Linked DNA regions of Mus musculus: all the other regions are linked to region 1. A link is a contact called in public Hi-C and promoter capture Hi-C data. All regions are on one chromosome and are shown on one strand. Each heading gives the region's core, a stretch centred on a gene start, on an enhancer-like site or on the middle of the called end of the contact. The rest is flanking DNA. Distances are from core to core; before and after follow the strand shown.

Evidence for each region. Promoter capture Hi-C pulls out the DNA fragments that hold promoters and counts their contacts. Hi-C and Micro-C count contacts between places; a contact is called where the count stands out from the background.
Region 2: a Hi-C map of embryonic stem cells shows a contact between it and region 1, with 9 times the contacts expected there. The contact joins the promoter of Fli1 here to the promoter of Tbx20 in region 1. A contact is called at or near these places in 2 of 39 promoter capture datasets (cranial neural crest and embryonic stem cells), 5 of 484 Hi-C or Micro-C datasets (embryonic stem cells and epiblasts) and 1 of 115 datasets of contacts at active chromatin or transcription factors (embryonic stem cells).
Region 3: a contact with region 1 is called in a promoter capture Hi-C map of second pharyngeal arch cranial neural crest. The contact joins the promoter of Barx2 here to the promoter of Tbx20 in region 1. A contact is called at or near these places in 3 of 39 promoter capture datasets (cranial neural crest, frontonasal cranial neural crest and second pharyngeal arch cranial neural crest).

The regions. Positions count from the first base shown.
Region 1 is chr9:24,772,899-24,775,739 of GRCm38.p6, reverse strand. Tbx20 (T-box 20) reads left to right here and starts at 1,437. Exons shown (of 8, transcript NM_194263.2): 1 at 1,437-2,021. The coding sequence starts at 1,895. It overlaps Gm29824 (a long non-coding RNA gene), which reads right to left and starts at 16. Exons shown (of 3, transcript XR_870586.1): 1 at 1-16.
Region 2 is chr9:32,540,087-32,542,927 of GRCm38.p6, reverse strand. It overlaps Fli1 (Friend leukemia integration 1), which reads left to right and starts at 1,476. Exons shown (of 9, transcript NM_008026.5): 1 at 1,476-1,737. The coding sequence starts at 1,720.
Region 3 is chr9:31,911,782-31,914,622 of GRCm38.p6, reverse strand. It overlaps Barx2 (BarH-like homeobox 2), which reads left to right and starts at 1,338. Exons shown (of 4, transcript NM_013800.2): 1 at 1,338-1,718. The coding sequence starts at 1,532.

The DNA.
Region 1 (2,841 bases), core at 188-2,687:
GAATGACTGGGACATGGTTGGAGGATGGGGGAGACTTGCAAAAAAGAGACACTGCTCTGCCAACTTGTCACCTTCGATCTTTTCAAAGTAGTTGGTCCAGACAAGGAAAAAAAAAAAAAACCTTCTAGTATGAAAAGTCTGCAGTTTTACTAATTTCTAATTTCCCTCAACATTGACACATTACAACCCAAATGCTGAAACGAGCAAACATAGACAGGATGGCCAGGCCAGTCTAAATCAGAACTTCCTCAGATGCCAACATTCTGTTTACACGGGATGTTCTTCATAGTTATTCTGGCTCTCGATTTCGCCCATAACTATGTTTCGGGAGCTGTGAAGAGGATGCAATGGGAGACAGGGTATGTCTTTCTTTTTATGTTCTTCACCCCACCCCTCCCCTACCCCCTTAAGACCTACCAAGAGGTTCCTAATCGCCAGATCAACTGGCTGGAAAGGAGAGCAAATATTTACAAGTATAGCTTGAGTGTGTGTGTCCTCTAGAGTTTACATGGTTGAGAGTGAAGCGGATTACCCCGCGAATTTGGAGAATTCGAATTATTTAGACTGAGCAAGGCCAACAGGACTCCCTCCACAAGGCTGTGGGAAGTCCTTAGCCCAGTCTGCGTCTGCAAGGCAGATAGATGGTTCCGTGTGGGGGGGGGGCGGGGGAGGAGCCAGAAAGTCACTATGCATCGCATGGTCCCCTTAGAGCTCCAAGTCCTGACCCCCCCTCCTTGCTTCAGGCCACTTCCCTACTTTCAGAGTCTCCAGAATAGAAAACCCAGACTAGAAGGGAAACAAACCACCACACAGCAGAAAGCCAGGTTCGCCAAAAACAAAATCAACAAAAACAAACAAAAAATCAAAACAAAGTATCCTTCCTACAGGCACCCTGCAGCTCAGCATTCTTTCCCAGAGCCCTGCCTCTCCAGCTCTCTGTGAAAAGAGACATAACTTGGGGACTGTCAAGTAGGGGACCTAGCACTAGGCACTGTGCTGCGTCACCAGGTTAATGCCGCTCAGCGATGAGGAATTTGCTCTACTGGGCCCTTCTCAACTATTTGGGAGCTCCAGTAGGAAAGGTAGAAAATGCGGAACTCAGTAGGACTTCCTTTGGTGACATTCAGTCCAGAGCAACGCAAATGCCTGTTTCTGGGTAGCAGTGAAAGTGCCTCTCTAGACAGCGCATGCTTCCCTCCTGCGGGATCTGAGACTCTGGGCGGAGGCGGTCCGGCTAGCTCCGCCACCCTGTTCACTGTGCGTCTTCTCCGGCTCTCCACCGGGAGCGCAGAGGCAGGAGGGCGCAGTGCCCTAGGCGCTCTCTCCCTGCGCCGCTCGGCCCCGCCCCACTCCGCACAGTCTGGAAGCAGTGACGTGAGACCACGCTGACTGGCTGCTGCCCGCAGGGATGGCCACCGCCAGCAAATTAAGGCGCGAGGCAGCAGGCGCCTAGGCACAGTTTAGGTCGCGCCTTGCTGCGCTCTGCAGAGAGGAGATCCGACTCCCTGGTTTCCGCACCCTCTAGAGTCCCACGCCGATCGTCACCTCCTCGGACTTGGGCCACTCAGCGGACCCAAGGAGGGAAGGGAGGGAGAACTCGGCGTGGGTGCTGGGGACCCCGCGTTTTGCGCAGTGGGCTTACAGTTTTGAGTTCCCGGCTGGTCCCCACCCTGCTTTCCTGCTGGTTCGAAGTCTCTGCGGCTCCCCTGCTTTGCTCTAGTGGACTGGAGAGGCCATCAAAACCTGGGAACGGACGCTTCGGGGGGGTCCCCAGTTCCGCTTTGCTTGCTCTCTGGAACTTTGAGCTGCAGTTTCGGGTCTTTGTCTCCCTTTGGGGAAGCTGGACTGTGGTTTGTCAGTCCAGGTTCCTGAGCAGGACCGCACGCTGGGAACCATGGAGTTCACGGCGTCGCCCAAGCCCCAGCTCTCCTCTCGAGCCAATGCCTTCTCCATCGCCGCGCTTATGTCCAGCGGCGGCCCCAAGGAGAAGGAGGCAGCAGAGAACACCATCAAACCCCTGGGTAAGTCGGGGTACTAGGCAGTCAGTATGGGCCCTGCTAATCTGTTTCCCGGGTGCGGGCAGTTTGCTCCGCGGGAAGCAAAGGTGGCTTTTTCTACCGTCTGGATCTACTGCTAAGTCTCAGAGTATGGACCAGAATTCGGTCCTGGGAGAAAGACTTTTTTTTTTTCTTTTCCTCTCAAGTTTTCTTTGGAGGCTTCACCATCAATTAAAGGTAGTGAATTCTCACTACCGGCTTGTGTTTGTATTCGCTTTCCCCAGTTTCTTGGAATCTCGACATCACTTAGATAGTATGAATGCTGTACAAATTTGTTTGTTTGAATGAAAACAAATTCAAGGACAAGTAAGGGTTAAGATTCGGGATCCACGGTGGTATATAACACCCAAGCCTGCGCTTGGAATCAAAGACTCTGAGACTTCACAAGAAGCCAGTTTAATTTTTCTATCACAATTAACAGTCTTAATATGTCTGAAAAGGACTATAAAATAGGCCGGTTTTTCCACGCAAGAGCCGGCTTTTTTTTTTTTTTTTTTTTTTGGTCAGGAACCCCCATTTTATACTTGCGATTTTCAATTGAGACTGGCAAGGCCTCCCCAAATTCCTCGAAATTTAACACTGTCTCTATAAAAACTGTTTTCTTTACAGAGGAAACTAGGCACAGATTAAAGAGAGATGAGCGGTGAGGGTGTCTTGAGCACACGAGAGTTGTATAAAAGCAACTGCTCAGGATAGGGGTTCTGAAAACCCTTACAACCCAGGGAAAATGAGTTGCTATTCTAAGGGCCTTGGTAATAATTATCGCACACCCTAATCGCCGACT
Region 2 (2,841 bases), core at 227-2,726, 7.8 Mb before region 1:
CTAATTTGGAGAGGGGGAAGGGGGGAGGGAGGGAGGCGAGCGAGCGAGCGCAATTGCTCCTGAAGAAATAAAGAATTAATAAGTCACCTTCTTGCCGCCGTGGACACCCTCTTGATTTTTTTTTCCTTTCCAATTTATTCGGATCTGCTCTGGAATTTTTCCCCTCTTTTCCCGGGAGGACTCTTAAATAATAGTGAGAAAGTCCACAGCGTGGTCTGAAGAGCGTGGAAAAAGGTAACCTGTTTTCAAAGTCTGGGAGATGGGAGTCAGGCCGCCAGCGCCGATACCCCAGAGAAGCCTTAACAAGAGAGCTCCTGGGTCCAGCAGGGGAGGCGCGGGGGATAGCAGAAAGAACCGAGCCGGTAAAGCGGGCCACGCCGCTGGTTGGGAATGACAGTCCCTAGCTTGGACCCTTAGACTGCCCGTTCTCATCCAAGGTGGGGTCTCTGCTGAGCCGCGGCTCGCCGCGCTCCTGGGTCCTGCTGCGTAGTGTGGAGGGCAAGCTCGCCCTGGTGTCAGTTCCTTGGGGGCTGCGATGGTATTGAAGAACTTGGGCCGTCGGGTCCTGATAGGTGAGAGAATTTAACTCAAAAAGCCTAGGTTGTGGCTGGTCTACCTCCTTAGCGGGCTGTGGAGCCCGGAGTCGAGGCGCGCCAAAGCATGGGCATCTCTCTGCTAACAAAGCTTGAGGTATTGAGCCCTTGACAGGTCAGGTCCGCGGGACCCAGAATTCGCTTTGAGCCTATCCGGAGACCAGCGCTTAGATGCAAAAACTCTCTTCGGCTCCTCTCTTTCTTTCTTTCTTTCTTTCTTTCTTTCTTTCTTTCTTTCTTTCTTTCTTTCTTTCTTCCTTCCTTCCTTCCTTCCTTCCTTCCTTCCTTCCTTCCTTCCTTCCTTTTTAAAAATAGTAGGTTTGCCTTGATCTGCATCCGAATCTCCCCTGGCGGTCAGCATCGCCAGGTTATCCCCTGTTCTAACAAACTCTTCCGCCGTCTTCCTCCCATCCCCAAAAAAGTTTGACTCCGGCTGGAAAAAGCATTAATGAATGTATCTGTGGGAAGAAACGGAAAGTGAATGAGTCAGGAGGGCCACCTTCGGCCAAAGGCCCAAGGGAAAGGAAAGAGGCCAGAGGCGTTTGGCTTTGGATTTGGGGGGAAGGTGATGGGGGAGTTGCAGACTTCAGGAATCAGGGAGCGGATACTGGGCGTGGACCCCGTCATTGTTCCTGGCCAGCTCTTATCTCCCAGGAGCAAGTATCCTGTGTGCGCAGTGCATGAATGTAACTGGGCATCCCGCGTATATTTATATAGCGAGTGATGCGAAAAGCAGGGCGAGGAGAGGACGAGGGGGTGTGGGGGAGGGAAGACAAGAGAGAGCAGAGAGTGGAGAGGGCGAGATGAGAGAGAGAGAGAGAGAGAGAGAGAGAGAGAGAGAGAGAGAGAGAGAGAGAGAGATAGGACTTCCTCCCCGATCGCAAAGTGAAGTCACTTCCCAAAATTAGCTGAAAAAAAGTTTCATCCGGTTAACTGTCTCTTTTTCGATCCGCTACAACAACAAACGTGCACAGGGGAGCGAGGGCAGGGCGCTCGCAGGGGGCACTCAGAGAGGGCCCAGGGCGCCAAAGAGGCCGCGCCGGGCTAATCTGAAGGGGCTACGAGGTCAGGCTGTAACCGGGTCAATGTGTGGAATATTGGGGGGCTCGGCTGCAGACTTGGCCAAATGGACGGGACTATTAAGGTAAGCGGCTGGGCAGTGGGCGCGGGGAGAGGGCCGACCGGGGCGGCGGGAGGGCTGGGCGCCGGGGTCCCGGAAGACGTGGCCGCTCTCCCTTCCTTCCGCGCCCCGGCTTCGCGCGGTCTCCTCCGGGTGGCGAGTCCCCCATTCCGAGGAGGCCGGCCAGCCTTCCCGCCCAGGGCGATCTACCCCTCACTCCTTGCGCCACTGTGGAATCCCGCAGGCTCCCACTGTGCCGCCCGAAGGGGCTGCGAGACCCGGCAGCTGAAACCTGGGGACCCGGGGCGCGGAGCAGAGTCTCGGGCGGGAGATCGCCGGGTCGGTTCCCACCCGGCACCCAGACGACCTGGCCCCGGCGCCAGGCACTAGTCTGGCGGCCAGCTTCCTCACGCCAGAGGCCGAGATCTGCGCGGGCAGGAGCAGCGTTCGCCTCTGGCTGGGGTCCCCCGACCCTCCGAGCGAGTTGGAGGAGTAGTTGCGGGAGGGCAAGGGGTGCAAGGGAGGGTGTCTGAGGATCCGGCTGAGCCGGCGGGTCCAGATGGAAGACCCTGTTTACTTGTCAGCCAGACCGGTTTCTCTTCCCCCCTTCTCACTGCTGCTGCCCGGCAGTTGCGGACGCCGGCTGCCTGGAGCTAACGGGCCCGCCTCGCAGTTCCTCGGGTTAGGAATCTCCTTGCTCTCCGGCTCCTCAGTGCCTCAGATCCCGCACACTGTGCGTGCGCCTGCTTTAGAGCAAGGGATCCAGGAGCTGTCCTCTCAGTAAGAATTAAACTCCTTCAACAGCTGTCCCCCTGCGGTGGCTGGTTCAGAGTCTATGGCCTGGGGCTTGCCGATTGCACCCCCACCCCCACCCGCCACCCGCGCCGGCCCAGCTTGGGTCTAGGTTGCAAAGTGCAGACCAGCAGACCTGTGAGTCTGGGTTCCCTGTCACGCTTCAGAAAGGCCGAGTGCTCCCTCCGAAAGGGGGAAGTAGGGCCAGGAGCAGAGACGAGGGACACCCCCTAACGTGACTAGCCTAAGAGGACTTAGGAGAATGAATGAGAGCAGACGTTAGCTTCAAGGCTGCATATCAAGCAGGAATTGCTCTGGAAAAACTATCAGGCTGGT
Region 3 (2,841 bases), core at 89-2,588, 7.1 Mb before region 1:
TTTAACCACCGGCCCAGGTGCGCGTCCCGACTTGCTTCCGCGGCTAACCATGCTCGGAGCGCGTAGCCACGGGATCAGTCGCACCGTGCGAGCGTCAGGCAAACACCATCGGCTGTTTTGTCCCAAATTCTGTGTCCCCGCTGTCCGTTTCTTTTCCAGCTTGCGCACACCACTTCAGGGGCACAGTCTTGGGGGCTGGGAGTGCACCCGGAGGTCGTTTCCCACGGCCGGCCGGCCGGCTGGAAGAGTCACTGACAGCAGGAGCTGTCCTAGGCGCTTAGGTGCGGGCCGGACGCTCTAACGCAAGGATTGTGGTTAGGAACAAAGTTCGTACAGACATTGGTAGGAACAGATTCTGAGATTAGGACGCTAGGAAGAAAGAGGCAAACCATCCCCCAATACCAGAAGTGTGTTATACCCCGGAATGGAAAGCGGGATTGGGCACTAGGAAAAGCCAGAATTTGGGCTAACTTTGGAAGGGCCGCGGGCACGTCGCGATCCCGCTGTTTTGGCCCTTTCTGGCAAAAGAAAACCGTTGTATGAACAGAATTTAAACACACACTCACACACACCACATTACTACCCTAGTTTATAATTGGGATAACGGAGTGTGCTAAATTCATTTGTAGTTTGGGGTCGTAGTGAGGCAATCAAGTTTGCAACCTTGGAGCAAATGCCCCACCTCGGGAGCGCACGGCTGCAGCGCGGGCTTCGGAGCTGTGGGCTGGGTTGAGAGAGGACACTGTGGTTTAGGGAAATGGCCCAGCGGGGACAAGTGAGGCTCGGTGGTCGTCGGAAAGCGCGCGCTCTGGAGCCCGGAGCTTCGCGATTCTGGATGAAGATGCCACTGCTTTATGGCAAGAGGTGTGGACATAGCTGCCTATAGGGTTGCGGGGGCGGAGGGGCGGGAGCGGTGCCCCCTTTAGCAGGACTGGCGCTAAGGGAGGACAGAGGGGCGATGCGACTCGGAAAAGTGGCGGCTAGACTCCTGAGTCCCTGGAGAAGGAGGCGCGCGCCCGCAGTCCTGCGCGTGCACACACACACACGAGCGCGCGCACACACCCGTACACACACCTGGAGCTGGGGGAGGGGGAAAGGAGAACCGGAGCGAGTGTCTTAAAATAGAGCCGCCTGGGGAGCGCTCGACTCTCGGATCGGCGGGAGGCAGCGGGCAAGAGCGGTCGGACCCGGGGTGCGCAGGTCAGCACCCCAGCCGCACGGGCGCGCAGGGGCGGGGTAGCGGCCGACGCCCCTCGGCTCGCGCTCCGCACCTGGCCCTGCAGGAAGTGCGCGCTGATTGACAGCTGCGGTGTCCCAAAAAGGCTGTAGTCAAAGATGCTGCTCGGCGGGTGGGTGTAGACGCAGCAGGCGCGCCCGTGCCCTCTCTGCTTTGCGCGCCTCCCCGGGCCCCGCCGCCCCTCTGGCTGCCGAGGAGCGGGGCTCAGGCCCCAGCCAGCGAGCCACCTCCTGCGGTCCCGGACGGCCAGGCGCTCGCCGCGCTCAGGTCGCCAGGCTCTGGTCCCGGCTCACCATGCACTGCCACGCGGAACTGAGGCTGAGCTCACCCGGCCAGCTCAAAGCAGCCAGGCGGCGCTACAAGACTTTCATGATCGATGAGATCCTCTCCAAGGAGACCTGCGACTACTTTGAGAAACTTTCCCTCTACTCTGTGTGCCCGTCGCTGGTGGTGCGACCCAAGCCCCTGCACTCTTGTACCGGTAAGACAACCGCTGGGCGATATAGTGGGCTGCTGTACTTTTGCCCGTGTGCGGTCGCCTCTGCTTTCCAACCTGAGAGCCAGAGGGACCAAAGGATTCTTTTCCTGCGTCCTTGCAAGAACAGACTCGCCCGCCAGTGGTGGGCATTCAAAAGCGTTTGCAACCGGGCCTGGGCAGGTACTGCTCCCTGGATGGGAGATGAGTTAAGACCAAGTGGTCCTTGGAGTGAGACGCCAATGTAGCATAACTGTCCTGGCTTCTTGGAGAAAGCGTCCTTCTCCCTGGCACTACCGGGGGTTTTAGTGAGAAACTTCAAACACTTGAACAGATTCAGTGCCTAGGCGGTTTCACGCAGTGAGCTTGTCAGTTTCAACTTTAATTTGGTGGTCTCATCTTTCACCTAGAGTTAGATTGCCCAGCCTCTTTTGTAATTTTACAGGTAAATCGGTTTCATGGGCTTCAAAATAAACTTGTGACTACATCAAACTTTACTTAAAATGATTGCCCTCAGGAAAGTAGTTTTGGGCTGTGCTGAGTTTTGACACAAGCAGAAAGGATAAACCCCTTGTTTGTTTTAAGTGACTAAAACCAACACTAGTAACAGTTTTTTTAAAAAAAAAAAAACCCTCAAACCTGGTTTCCTCTGTCCACAAAAACTAGACCAATAGGAAGGAAACAGAGAATTTAGTAATTACATTGAAAAAGTAGATCTGTAGGAAATCAATCCAAAGACATTTAAAACAGGGTGTACATTTAGAGAAGCTCTGGGTTTCAAAGTTCCCTGGCAGATGGGGATCAGGCTACAAAAAAGTTAGGTGGAGCTAAAACAGTTGAAAATATTTTCAAGGAAGTTCTTGACTGTGCTTTCCACTGAGAGCAAACAAGTGCTTTGGGCCTTTGGTTCTGTGCTTGCTGTATGACTGCCATGAAACAAACTCACGAAATTATAATTGGAAAAATGGAAGTGTGTGCCCACTGCAGTGGTTCCCAGACTTCTTTTCTGAACTTCGGGGATAAAAAGCTGCTAAATGTAATACTTGGAATTCCATCTCTCCCACGGTCCAGCCATGCTAGTCACTAAGTCTAAATAATAAATATGGGGAGAGGTTTTTCCCAAATCAAG